4 separate regions of the Mus musculus genome follow, and all the other regions are linked to region 1. A link is a contact called in public ChIA-PET, Hi-C and HiChIP or PLAC-seq data. All regions are on one chromosome and are shown on one strand. Each heading gives the region's core, a stretch centred on a gene start, on an enhancer-like site or on the middle of the called end of the contact. The rest is flanking DNA. Distances are from core to core; before and after follow the strand shown. Region 1 holds the start of Ttc27 (tetratricopeptide repeat domain 27). Region 2 holds the start of Memo1 (mediator of cell motility 1). Region 3 overlaps Ltbp1 (latent transforming growth factor beta binding protein 1). Region 4 overlaps Ltbp1 (latent transforming growth factor beta binding protein 1).

Region 1 (3,078 bases), core at 255-2,754:
GGCATATATCTCTGAATTCAAAGCTAGCCTGGTCTACAGAGTGAGTTCCATTTCAGCCAGGGCTCTACAGAGAAACCGTATCTTGAAAAACCAAACCAACCAACCAAAGAAGTTATGAAGCTGGATTTGTTGATGAACCACCCTCCAATTTCAGTGCTTCAGCACTCCAGCACTCCCAACAGGCAGAGCTCTAAGTGTAAGTCCAGCCTGGTCTACATAGCACGTCCCAGGTCAGCAGAAGTTACTTGGTGAGACCCTACCAAAAAATCAGTGACTATATGGATTCCTTATTTCAGGTAACAATGTTGTGTCATATAATATTGTAACTCACCCACTCTATTCCAGGGTCTTGATCAAAAGACCTCCTTCTCACTAGAAATGCCCAGGAGCACAGGGGAGTGTTGTATAATGTCAGGTGAAGGACAGTCCTTAGTACTGTCTTAATTTTACCTTGGGCTGCACAGGCTGTTTTTCTACAGTGAAGCAGAGTGAGAAAGAAAACATTTATTCTCTTAAAAAAAAAAAAAAAAGAGGCAAACAGCCAACTCTCTGCTCAGCAGCTGCCACACTTGTGGGAGGATATATTTCCTTGCAGGTTTTTTTCCACGTCAGCAAAGTGTTCTGGGTTCTATCGACTGAATTGCAGAAACTTCCAGGCTCTTGCCAGGTTTATGTGATGACAGTATCAAAACCAGACCTTTCTCCCCTTTTAAAGAAATTATTCTTTTTTTTTTCTAGTTTGTTTTTGTTTTTGTTTTCTGAGACAAGGTCTCTCTCTGTCGCCTTGGGTGTCCTGGAACTAGCTCTGTATACCAGGCTGTCCTTGAACTCAAGGATCCACCTGCCTTTGCTCCAGAGTGCTGGGATTAAAGACATGTACCACCGCCGCCTTTATTTTATGAGTATTTTTTGCTTGCAGCTATGTTTGTGTACCATTTATGGGTCTTGTGCCTGGGAGGCTAGAGGACGGTAACCGATGTTCTGGAGTTACAGGCCATTATGAACCACCTTGTGGGTGCTGGGAATAGAACTTTGTCCTCTGTTGAGCCATTTCTCCAGGTGGCTAGCTTGGAACTAAGGGCGAAGCTCAGGCTGGCCTTTAAGTTGCAACTATCCTGCATCATCCTCCTCCGTGCTAAGATTACACTTCGAGTTTGGTTTTCTTGCACTTTGAATCATCCAAATTATAGCCTATGCCGAGGAAGTTCGTTCTAGCCTGGGGCTCAAGGGCTCCATTAGAAGTAACTTCTACAGCCTGCGCTCCGTCTGTTGGGGAGAAAAGGCTCGAGTTATTAACCTCCAAGGACTTAACTTTGCCTCAGGTAGTCGCATGTTCCAAAGCAGGATTGCGTTCAACTGTCTCCACTAGCAACAACTCCCGGTTACTGCGACCGGCTGACCGACCCACCCAACTCTTTTCCACTACTCAGTCTGCGCATGCTCACAACCGAGTCTCCGATTGGTCGTCTAGAAGGAAGCTGCTCCAGCGTGGGTTTGTTTTCCCATGATGCTCTGCGTTGCTGTCATGGCTGCCTCCATGCATGTATAATCTCACATGGGAGTCTAAGTTTGTGAGCGCTATCCGTCGTAACAAGACGCCGGCGACTTTGGACCCTCCTCCTCTCGTTTTTCTCCTCCTTAGTGGGACACTGTATCGGGTGCAGCGATGCCGGGAATGATGTGGACGCCGGAGCTGGCGCTTCTGAGGGGCTTCTCCACGGAGGCGGAGCGGCTGGTTTGGAAGCAGGAGGGCATCTGTGGTTCAGGTGAGAGCGCTGCGCACTTTAGGTTAGTGCCAGAGCTGTGAGGACAAAGGATGCCAGCCCTGGGTACATAGGAGGTGTCAAGAGTGAGGGAGTTTCGCTTGATGGTCTGCGATCTGCTCATGTGACAGAAGTTTCCGAAAGAGACGAGATGAGTTTTTTTTAATGTAGAACTGACAAGTGAAAGAGAGTTCAGCAGGAAAAAGTCAGTGTTGTAAAAATGTTGAGACCAACATGTGCCTGGGGGAAATGTGAGGGAATCATGAGAGAACAGATGTGTTTGGATTGGCTTCCTGGGGCCGGTGTGTGTGTGTGTGTGTGTGTGTGTGTGTGTGAGAATATTGACGATAGGAAGGACAACTTTCCGGTGTCAATTGGAATCTTTGTGAATTTCCTGAAGAAGGGTAGTATGCCTATCATCATCATCGTCATCATCAATCATTGTCATTGTTTGCTGTCATTGTAGGTTTTGTACTTCTAGGAGACATGATATTTGTTGGTAGAATAAAAGTATACAGCCAGTATGCTGTTTATATCTTTTGCATCTTAAAGTATCTATGTAATGGATTATCATTTATACTTAAGAAATTCTGTTGCCTTACTGGACTCATTTTTAATATTACAGATATTGGAGTTTTCTTAGAATTGCTGTTAGAAGGGAGCTATGAGGCTTTGTTCTTCCATTCAACGACACAAACTATTTTAAATTCAACAATGATGGCTGAAGAAAAGATTGACAGCTACCTGGAGAAGCAGATAGTGAATTTCCTGGATTGCTCTACAGATTTGGAAGAAATTGAAAGGTAGTATTTTATTTGAAATTTCCACAGAGAAACGTACTAGGTGGGGGCTGGAGAGGTGACTTCGTGGTTAAGAGCACTTACTGCTATTTCAGAGGACTCAAGTTCAATTCCCAGCATCCACTTGGTGGCTCACAACTGTACAACTCCAGTTCTAGGATATCCAACACTCTCTTCTAACCCATGGACACTAGGTACATGTGTAGTATATATGTATGCACCTGGGCAAAACACTCATGTAATCAAATAAATAAATGAATAAATGAATAGGCTAATATCAACTTTTATAGCACCTTGACACTGTGAGGCCCTGGTATTTAGTAGTTGTTGAAATAACTGGTCTCAAGCAATCTCTGTAAGGTCTCTGGCCCAGAAGATCTAGAATGGAAAAGGAGAGTGGTGCAGGATTAAATGAGTTTTGTATTAGAAGGACACATCCTTGGTGGTCACTGCTAATCATCCCAGTGTGAAGGTCTGATAAGTGTTAGCCATCAGCTTTTTCCTTTTATGTTGCT
Region 2 (3,078 bases), core at 399-2,898, 420 kb before region 1:
CTTAAAAATAAGCCAGGAGGTGGTGCCACACGCCTTTAATCCCAGCACTTGGGAGGCAGAGGCAGGCGGATTTCTGAGTTCAAGGCCAGCCTGGTCTACAAAGTGAGTTCCAGGACAGCCAGGGCTACACAGAGAAACGCTGTCTCGAAAAACCAAAACAACAACAACAACAACAACAAAAAAGCAGTATTAATAGTGCATTGATTATAAAGGGCAAACTCAGGAGCCAGAGACCTGACTTACACAATTCCTATTTTACCACAGGCCTAGTCTGGGGTGCAGCACTAAATTTCTGTTTCCCCATATACTGGCACAAGAACTGACATTCTCAGGTAGTGAGAACTGATTAAAAGTCTATGAAGTACTTCAGGACCATAAAATGTCATACTTATCTAACGCAAAAACTACAGCCACCTGTTAGCAGTAGTTCCAAACCCAACCATGTCATTCTTTTGTGTCTTAGCAGGGCAAATCCGCTGTGGACCAACAAGATGCATGTACTTCTGCAGCTGGTTGAACAATCTCAGGGAAAAAAAAAAAACTGCCTTCCAGATTTTCCGTTTTCCCAAAAGAATCATGTCACTATCCAACCCTAGTACTTGCAAAGGGAAATATGGTTAGGGCCAGTTGCTGAGAAGCACAGATGGCCTAGAGACCAACAGGAATCACGGAGGAACTTTTCTTTGTTACCAAAGCAGAAATGTGACCCCTGAAAATAATCTCAGAAAACAATCCTTGTGAAGAGAGTTGTACTGGAGGGAAACGGCCCTACCCTTTCTCACCCAAAGAACTACACATGGTTTTTTGAAGACAGTGCAGACAAAATTCTCTCAAAACGTAAGCTAAACTAGGCAGGTCGTCCAGCCCCGGCTCGGTGCTGAACACAGGATACCAAAGAGGTTGCTCAGGAAAAGTGCTGATGCCATCTCCAGCTGCCCCTAAATGACAGTAACAATGCAAACACTGACAAAAGACCTTGGAGGCCACCCAGAGCCCCTGCCTGGCAGCAGCTCTGCCCGAATCTCCACGTACAAAGCGACAAATCCCCCCGAGAGGCCCAGGTCTGACAGATCTTCCAAGCGAGAGAGACCAAGAGTAGCAACACGAGAGATAGGGTAGAAAAAGTACTGCCTGTCACTCCTTCCAGGGGCGCTGGGTGCCCCAAGGGTGGGAGCAAAAACTGCGGTCCCCTCGGCCAGCCTCTGGCAACGAGGACCGCGCCAACTCGTCCTTCCCCACCGCAGAGGCCGTCCGCGGAGCCGCGGAGCCCGCGCTCGCCCTGGCCGGGGCCGGCCGGCAACTCCTCGCCCAACTCCGCGGGCGCCAGGCCGCCTGCCCGAGCGCCGGGTGGGGGAGGCGGCGCGGCCCGGCCCCGATCCCTCGGCACGCGGTCAGCGCCCTCCGCCCGCCGCCCGAGTCCCCGCCCGCCGGGCCCCGGCTGCCCAGCTCGACCACCCCGGCGGCCTGGCGCCCTTACCTGAGGCGGTGTACCAGCTCCCGGCGTGGCTGGCTTCCCGGCAGACCACTCGGTTGGACATCTTGGTGCCTGTGCCGCCTATGGTGCACGAGGATGAATGAGGAGGCGGCGGCGGCGGCGGCTCCGCGAGGGGACGAGACGCCGCGGGCCCAGCCCAGGAGGAGGCGGCCGCGGGGAGGGGACCAGCCCGGCCCAGGAGGAGGAGGAGGAGGAGGAGGAAGAGGAGGAGATGGCAGCCAGGGCGGAGGGCGGCAACAATCACCACAAACTCCGCCGGCCGCCGGAAGATGGGGCCCACGGCGGCTTTACCCTAGCCGCGCGGCCGCGGAGTCGCCGCCGCCGCCGCCGCCCCTACCCCTGCCCGAGCTGCTTCCGCGAGCCGCCCCCCGGCCACGCCGCGCGCGGCCTGCCGAGCCTCCCGCTGACCCCACCCCCGTGACTCCGCGCCCTTCCCCACCGCCCCGCCCCGCCCCGCCCCCACCACCGAGGCCTCCCTCCCGCCGCGCGCCCGCCGGCCCCGCCCCGCCCCGCGCCTCCGCCCGCCGTGCCGCGCGCTCAACGGCGGAAGCGGGACCGGCCCCGCGCCATCCCGGGTCGGGAGGCCGCGAGCCGGAGGGCGGCGGCGATCGGTGCCACCTCCCCCCCAACACACACACACACAGCCCGGGGCCGGGGCCTGAACCCGGGAAAGGCAGAGCCTGGGGAGCCCACGCGTCCTTACTCGCCGCTCTACCGGGGCCGGCCCACTGAGCATGCCCAGCGCCGCGGCCGGGCCCGCCGAGGAGGCTCAGCGTGCACGCTCCGCTCTCCGGGGTTTAGCGCCAGCAGAGGCTGGGGGCAGGGCGCGGGGCGCAGGACGCAGCCGCGAGGCGGGGTGAGCCCCTTCCCCCCCCCCCCCCCCCAGCCGCCTGGCTTGTCCCCGTGCGCCGCTGGCTCAGCACACACAACACACACGCGATCGCTGCCTGCCGAGTCCCGTCGGGGTTCCCCCTTCCCCGGCGTCCTTGGTGGGGTTCCCACCCTCGGGGTATCGCCCAGGAATGCAAGTCTGGGGCCACGCCGCGAAGTTTCGCTGGCAGAGACATCGCGCTGCGAGGCGTACTGGGATGGGAGAATATGGGGGGGTGGAGGACCGACCCTGTCAAAATGTAACCTTCGCTTCCCAGGCTCGCCCCTTACGACCTAATGTCTTCGACACAGTTAAATTTACTAATTGTATTTTAGGTATAACTGCAATGTGGCAAAGATTGTCTCAGTTATTTCCTACTGTGTTAAATGGGGGTGACGTTCGTGAGGGAGGGGTACCAAGGATTATGAGTTAATGCGTATGAGGAACCAGACGGGGTAAGGAATACTACAAATGTCACCCTTCACTTATAAAATCCCAGTATTCCACGTAAGTATTCCACGCAGCAAAAGAATTCCTTTACCAGTTGGGTAGAATCACAAAGGAAGTGGTTTGTTTGGCTTTGAAGTGCTGGATTCCAAAACCCAGGAAGTGTAACAGTTCCCCAACTCCCAGAAAGTATTTGGGAAAGAAATCATACACCGGGTATATCTTAGTTTCACATTAAACTAGATCCTGGAGAAGTCCAAAGTAG
Region 3 (3,078 bases), core at 168-2,667, 350 kb after region 1:
TATAAAATGCCATAAAGAAATCCTTTGTAGCCACTATCTGAAGTATTTATTAAGTCTTGATCATGGGTTCAGACAGTTTTCATTTAGTTCAGCTGTATAGGGAGACTTTATCCTTACAGCAAGGGTGGCACCTGAACAAATGTACTCTTTTTTGGGAGCTCACAGTCTGCAGAGGGCAGAGGACAAATGCACAGTGCTGCTCAATATCTGTTGGCTGTGGTTAGTGCTAAAGAGAAAATAGAACTGCAGATAGTGTCCGGGGAAAGCTGGGAGGGTTTGAGGTGCGTGTGGGTGGTTGGTTATTAGACAAAGCCCTAGGGGTGATGGTTAAACAAAGGCCTGTGGGAGGAGAGGGCAGGAGCCTTGTAAATATTAATACAAGGGGCTGGGGGGAGGCTTTGAGGCTAGAGTGTGCCTGGAGAGGTTGAAGAACAGCTTAGTTTGATAAAACTGCTTTGTTTAGATGACATGGGCAGGGGGCCCTGTGGGAGCAGGTGTGTTATTAGATTAGATTAGGCAGAGGGTTGTTGCACAGTTTGTTTTTACCTTTGACTGAGTTGGTTTTAGGGAATTTGACATTGAATTCATAGGATACCCACCAAGCTCCTCAGAGACTTGAAGGGAGAAGCAGTTATTTCCAGCTGTTGGCATGTTGAGAAGGTGGAATCCTGGAGTGCTCTCTGGAGAAGGCAGTCTGTGAACTTGGGAAGGGCAGCGAACCTGGGCATGCAGAACTGAGAAGGGCATTTCCAGACAGGCAATGGTTCCAGGGCCTGGTGTGTCAGTTATCTTTTGTAACTCAGCAGCCTGGTTCAACAACCATATCTTGATGGACATTGTATGTGTCAGGAATTCTGTAGGCCTAAAGCTGTGAGCTCTGGCTAGGTCTCTCCCGATGTGGCAGACAGGTGGTGAGTAGGGGTGGCCATCGCCTGAAAGCTTGGCTGATACTGAGGTCTCTACTGCCAGGAAGACTCAATGCCAAGGTTGCTGATAGGAAGCCTCCACTCCAACACAGGATCTCCACAGAGGTATCCAGTGCCCTCCAATATGGCTGCTGCTGACTTCTGAGTGACCTCAGACCAGGAGGGCAGAGGGAAAGCCAGAGAAACTTTGTAGTCAGTAGTGTTTAATGCCACAAACTCTTACTGCTTAGAAGTGGGTAATTAAGTTCATATTTACAAGCAGTTGAAGGGAGCACTGCTGAAATGTAGGGAGCATTGCCGAAAGAAGGGAGCACTTCTGAAGTTAGGGAGCACTGCTGGAAGGGAGGAAGGCGAGGGACTTGGGCATATATTTAAAAGTGATGTGGTTGGAGCTAGTTGTTAGCTGGGAGGGGTGTAGAATTACTTGGGAAACAGGCCAGGGGCATGTCTGTGTGGTTTACCTTGAGTGCCTGGTAGAGGTGGGAAGACCCACCATCTGTGAGGGGTACTGATCTCTGGCTGGGACCCTGGTCTGTATAAACGGAGAATGGGACCTGAGAAGTAGCAGGCAATTATTACTCTCTGGTCCTGACGGTAGATGTGTTGTGACGAACTGCTTCAAGCTCTGGGCCTTCTCCTTCCCTGCCAAGATGAACTCACCAAAACAACTCCCTGGAGTTACTTTGGTTGGAGAATTTTAACACAGCAACAGTAAAAGAGGCCACAGTAAGGATGTGATCTGATAAGAGTAATGGCAGTCTGTTGTTCAAGGCCTGGTGAAAAAACAGATTACTGAGTGACATTTTGATAAAACAGTGCCCGTCAAGTAGAGAAACAAACACATTAAAAAAACAACCCACAACGAAAGCAAAGGGAAGAGAAATTATAGTGTATAAAAAAATAAGAAACTCATTAGTTATTCTCAACAACTGGGTTATACTTCTGTCATGATTCAAACACACTGCAAATAAATATCAGACAAAGATGGGCTATAGGGTCATCAGGAAAATGTTAGTGCTGATGAGACGTCTAAAAGGATAGCTTTGTGTTGTGTGCCGGGGGGTGGGGGTGGGGGTGGAGATCACAGCAAAGCGTCATCTGTAAGGTATATGGTGTCTGAAATCTGAACCACTAAATCCAGTGGGTGGAGGTATAGTAGCTCAGGATCAGCTACGAGGTGATAATTTTTGTTACATTCTGGAGAAAAAAAAATTGTAATAGATCAATTAATAAAACAAAACCCAAGAAAGTTTCTGGTAGGAGAATGCCACAATTTTCCTTGCTGTCTGGACACTTTATGTGCCCGGGGAAGCTGCACTGTGTTAGAACCATAGGCGTGTACATGTGCGTGTGCGTGTATAAACAGGGCCTTTCACTGGGCTGAACTCAATAAGTAGTCTAGGATGGCTGGTCACACTGCACCCCAGGAATTCTCTGTTTCTGCCACCCCAGGGCTGGAATTAAAAGAGTGTCACCGTATCCAGATGATGATGATGATGATGATGATAATGATGATGATGAAGAAGAAGAAATGTGTGTTCTTCGGGGATCAAATACAGGTTCTTGTGCTTGCAAGCCTAGCATTTTTCCGGTTGATCTATCCCCCACCCCAACCCCAGCTTTCTTTAAATTCTTATCTACTTCATAATTCTGCAGGATAACTGAGGTCACTGTCACACTTGCGCCCTATAGATGTTATTCAGATGTAAACTGTCAGGGTGGCCCCAGATCAGCCACTGCTAGGTTGTAGGTCCATGCCCCGATCTGTCTTTGATTTTTATGTGAACAGGTGGTAGTGTGCACGAGCTGTGTAATAATTCACACAGGAGCACCGGTCAAAATGGCTCAGCTGTCTTCAACTTTGTACTGTCTCTCGTCATTCATAAACTCATTAGATGTTTTCCAAAGAAGTTCGTTTACAACTCTCAGTGCCTCTAAAACGGCTTGCCGGGTTCTTGTAGAATGCCTCCCCCGCTTTTATCCTATTACTCATGATGGGTGATACAGTCGCTGACCATGGGAGCCTGACCCAGAGCTCAAAGGGACATTGTTTATTTGCTAGGTCCGTTAGTTGTTTGGGGACTGTTGGTACAATGAGCACCACTTTGCCAAGTGCAGAGCTGTTATCTCTGCCGGGTGAGGAGGAAGCCCT
Region 4 (3,078 bases), core at 257-2,756, 340 kb after region 1:
CCACAAAGCCATGTCTCTGGCTAGCCCCCATTATTATTTAAATATAAATAACTCACAGATATTAATCCACTACCCAATTAAGGGCCTCTCATATATGTGGGTTTTGTTATGTCATGTGTGTGCTGGTTCCTGTGGAAGCCAGAAGAGGGCCTTGGATCCCCTGAACTGGAATGGCAGACAATTGTGAGCTGCCTCTGTGAGGGTCCTCTGCAAGAGCCGCAAGCACTCTTAATCACTTAGTTTCCAGATCCATGTACTGATTTAAAAAATTACATCTTAGTCTCTGATTTTCTGCAAAATAATCCTTCATCTTTTTTACCCAAAGTTTGTGGCTCAAAGCTAGAATTTAAGAGGGGCTCAATGTTCAGACAATGAATGCAGATCGTATGACATTAGAACAAACTTAAAGATTATTAAAACATGTTGCCTTTTCATTAGACATCATCTAAAATGATTTCTGTGCACATCATAGCTGAACTTCAAATTTGCCAGGTATGTGCATTTACCAGCTACCTCCTGGCATTTTACTACCATGAAAGCACAAAGTGAATTTATTCTGCTAATGTGAACAGTAAAAACCTTAGATGGGTTTAATCTTTGTTTCATTGATCAAAGAATTCTCACAAACCCGGCAGTCCCCAGAGCTCGCACATTGAGAACTCCCGCCCTCCGTGAGAGCAGGTGACATTTCTGGACAGTACAGTTGAATGGGTTTCAGGTTGGCACTGTACCTTACTAGAATCAGGCACCTGTGCCTGAAGCTCAGCTCCTGTCACTAACTGACACTCATCCCTTTGTCACAAAAGTGGACCCCAAAGAAGGCTTTTGGCTAGTTGACGTTCAGGATAAACAATCCTGATCCAAAAATGCTTGCATTTGGATTTTTCTCTCCTGGATTTTGTTATATCTGCATATACAGAATGAAGTATCTTCTGGGTTGGAATTTACTTAAGCCTGATGTATATATTACATACATTGCCTGGAAGTTGTACTGTATGATATTTTTCATGTATCTCCGGTTTGAGCTAGCATATGGCATCAGATGTACTGTTCTCCTTATGGTATCTATCATGTTGGTACTTTAACAGTTTGGGATTTTAGAGCCGTGGTGTTTTAGAAGTGCTCATCTGTACAAAGCATGCTCGTTGAGTGAGGGAGGACTCAGAGAGTCCCTCTGGGCAATGAGTTTAACTCTGAGGTATTTGAGAAGTGGCTGAGTCAGTAGCGAAATTTCACCATTCTAACTCATGCTAGAATCTCTGAACACTCTAGAAACGTGTATCATTTTATAGTTTTGATTTTCAGTGGCTCTACACTAACCCTATTTGGTCAACCTTTTATGATTCCTGTGAAGTTTTTTGTTGGTGTGAATAACCCTGCTGAGGATAGCAGAACATATGTCTGGGCACAGTAATTTTTCTTTTACATTGTTAGGGCACATGCCTAGAAATGAGGGTATGAAATCCCTGAAACATGCTGCCAAGGCACTCTCTAAATGCATCTGCCAGGATGGCAGAGATGGCTCATCAGTAAAGTGCCTTGCTGGGCAAGCATGAGGAGCTAAGTTTGGATTCCCAGCATCCGTGGAGAAGCTGGGCACAGTGGCCCAGGTCTGTAATTTCAGTTCTGGGAATGGAGTGGGGATGACCCAGAAGCCAGACCCCTGGAGCTCATTGGCCTGACAGTTATTGGTAGCATCAGAAGAGACAAATTCATCCCAGCTAACTACCCATGTTAAATAACTACCCATGTTAGCTAACTACCCATGTTAGCTAACTACCCATGTTAGAGTAAATCCTATGGAATCTCCGTTCCTGCTAAGCTCAGGGTAGAGCTCACAGCACTGGGAGGCTGAGTGACACGAAGGCCTCAAACCCCAGAATGAGGCCCTGAGCAACTCTGCTTTGGAGACCTCTGATCCTGCATGTGGCCTTGGGTACTTGCATTCCTGGCAACTTACTCAGCCACCTACTTGGTGAAATTGTCGCTTTGCACGGCAAATCGTGTGGTTGGGTATTCAACGTCAAGAAAGGCTGTGAGATGTGCCAGTCTGATTCAGAGAGAGAGGTGGGGATGAGGCCAGCAGACCTACTACTGACACTGTGTGATACACACGGACACAATCTCATGTATTTCGAGTGGGTTTCCACATCGATGAAAACTCTATAAAGTCGACTCGGTGCTTGTTGAAATGTGAAATTCATCTTTCTAGAAGATTCAGTTATGTGGAATTCATTATGACTGGCTACGTCAGTCATTGGGAGGTTATGATGCTAGTCTTTTTCTCTTTAGGGATTGAGGAGTATGCTGACTCAGAGCTGTTTACAAGGAAATCACATTATTTATTTGGGTTTGGTACAGGAGAAGTTAGCTCAGTCGTCAACTTGTGAACTCACCGTACGATTCTCGTGTTCTGATATTCCTTCGTGTTGAATAACTTCAAAGGGCAGCTGGGCAGAGCCCTGAAGCCACACAGGGGGCAACTTCTCACCTGCTGCCTTAGATCATCGAAGACACAGCTCAGCTCACATTTCCACCCAGGACATATGTGGCAGACATGCTGCAACTTGTTTGGAGAGAAAGGCACGGGGCAGGGAGTCACAGTGAGCTGTGTGGGCTGGGGCAGGCTTTAAATATAACTAAGGGCTATGCTTTTAGATGAAAAGCAAAGGAGGCGGGGCTTCAGGCCATGGGTCACTTCCTAAAAATAAAGTCACTGAACTTTGAGAGAACTTTAGGATTATCTTTGTCAACCCCAGAGTAGCTGCCAGCGGAGAGAAATTTGAAACTGTTTACCATTTGGGCCCAAAATGGAGCATTGATCCAGTTTTGACGGATTCAAATGACAAATGTGCTTTTGCAAGGCCAGCCTGGGATGTGAGGATAGAGGGACTTTTGCAACCCACCCTGTTCGCCCAGATCTTGAAATGGTGACATTCTGCAAGCCTCAAGTTCATTTTGTCTTGGTGGCAATTTCTGCCAGCTGCAACAGACCCCACTTTATTATCATGACTTTATTTTGCTCCCAGTTGCCTTTTGTCTGATAATTAAAACATTGAGTTTTCTTGAAAAGTAGAA

Evidence for each region. HiChIP or PLAC-seq counts read pairs in DNA pulled down with a chosen protein or histone mark. A called contact is a pair of places that touch in the nucleus more often than the background predicts. ChIA-PET counts read pairs in DNA pulled down with a chosen protein or histone mark.
Region 2: a contact with region 1 is called in an RNA polymerase II ChIA-PET map of memory CD8 T cells, with 12 read pairs. The contact joins the promoter of Memo1 here to the promoter of Ttc27 in region 1. A contact is called at or near these places in 1 of 115 datasets of contacts at active chromatin or transcription factors (memory CD8 T cells) and 2 of 9 other capture datasets (adipose tissue and liver).
Region 3: a contact with region 1 is called in a Hi-C map of uterus, with 2.0 times the contacts expected there. The contact joins the enhancer-like site here to the promoter of Ttc27 in region 1. A contact is called at or near these places in 2 of 39 promoter capture datasets (both in embryonic stem cells), 7 of 484 Hi-C or Micro-C datasets (embryonic fibroblasts, embryonic stem cells, muscle stem cells and 2 more), 1 of 115 datasets of contacts at active chromatin or transcription factors (embryonic stem cells) and 2 of 9 other capture datasets (embryonic stem cells and embryonic tail).
Region 4: a CTCF HiChIP or PLAC-seq map of the NIH/3T3 cell line shows a contact between it and region 1, with 5 read pairs. The contact joins the enhancer-like site here to the promoter of Ttc27 in region 1. A contact is called at or near these places in 1 of 15 datasets of contacts at CTCF or cohesin (the NIH/3T3 cell line), 1 of 484 Hi-C or Micro-C datasets (nephron progenitors), 1 of 115 datasets of contacts at active chromatin or transcription factors (embryonic fibroblasts) and 1 of 9 other capture datasets (embryonic stem cells).

Annotation. Positions count from the first base shown.
Region 1 is chr17:74,716,246-74,719,323 of GRCm38.p6, forward strand. It overlaps Ttc27 (tetratricopeptide repeat domain 27), which reads left to right and starts at 1,505. Exons shown (of 20, transcript NM_152817.4): 1 at 1,505-1,766; 2 at 2,389-2,566. The coding sequence starts at 1,667.
Region 2 is chr17:74,293,215-74,296,292 of GRCm38.p6, forward strand. It overlaps Memo1 (mediator of cell motility 1), which reads right to left and starts at 1,649. Exons shown (of 9, transcript NM_133771.2): 1 at 1,478-1,649. The coding sequence starts at 1,538.
Region 3 is chr17:75,071,029-75,074,106 of GRCm38.p6, forward strand. The region is part of intron 3 of Ltbp1 (latent transforming growth factor beta binding protein 1); the gene reads left to right. Among named protein-coding and RNA genes, the nearest start is that of Ltbp1, 67 kb to the left of the region's middle. Within about 2 kb of position 1,418, at least 16 of the 459 cell types and tissues checked have an H3K27ac peak or open chromatin away from gene starts, as enhancers often do. A contact at or near this core is called in muscle stem cells and uterus, where this site is marked.
Region 4 is chr17:75,054,260-75,057,337 of GRCm38.p6, forward strand. All of the region lies in intron 2 of Ltbp1 (latent transforming growth factor beta binding protein 1), which reads left to right. Among named protein-coding and RNA genes, the nearest start is that of Ltbp1, 50 kb to the left of the region's middle. Within about 2 kb of position 1,507, at least 45 of the 459 cell types and tissues checked have an H3K27ac peak or open chromatin away from gene starts, as enhancers often do. A contact at or near this core is called in the NIH/3T3 cell line and embryonic fibroblasts, where this site is marked.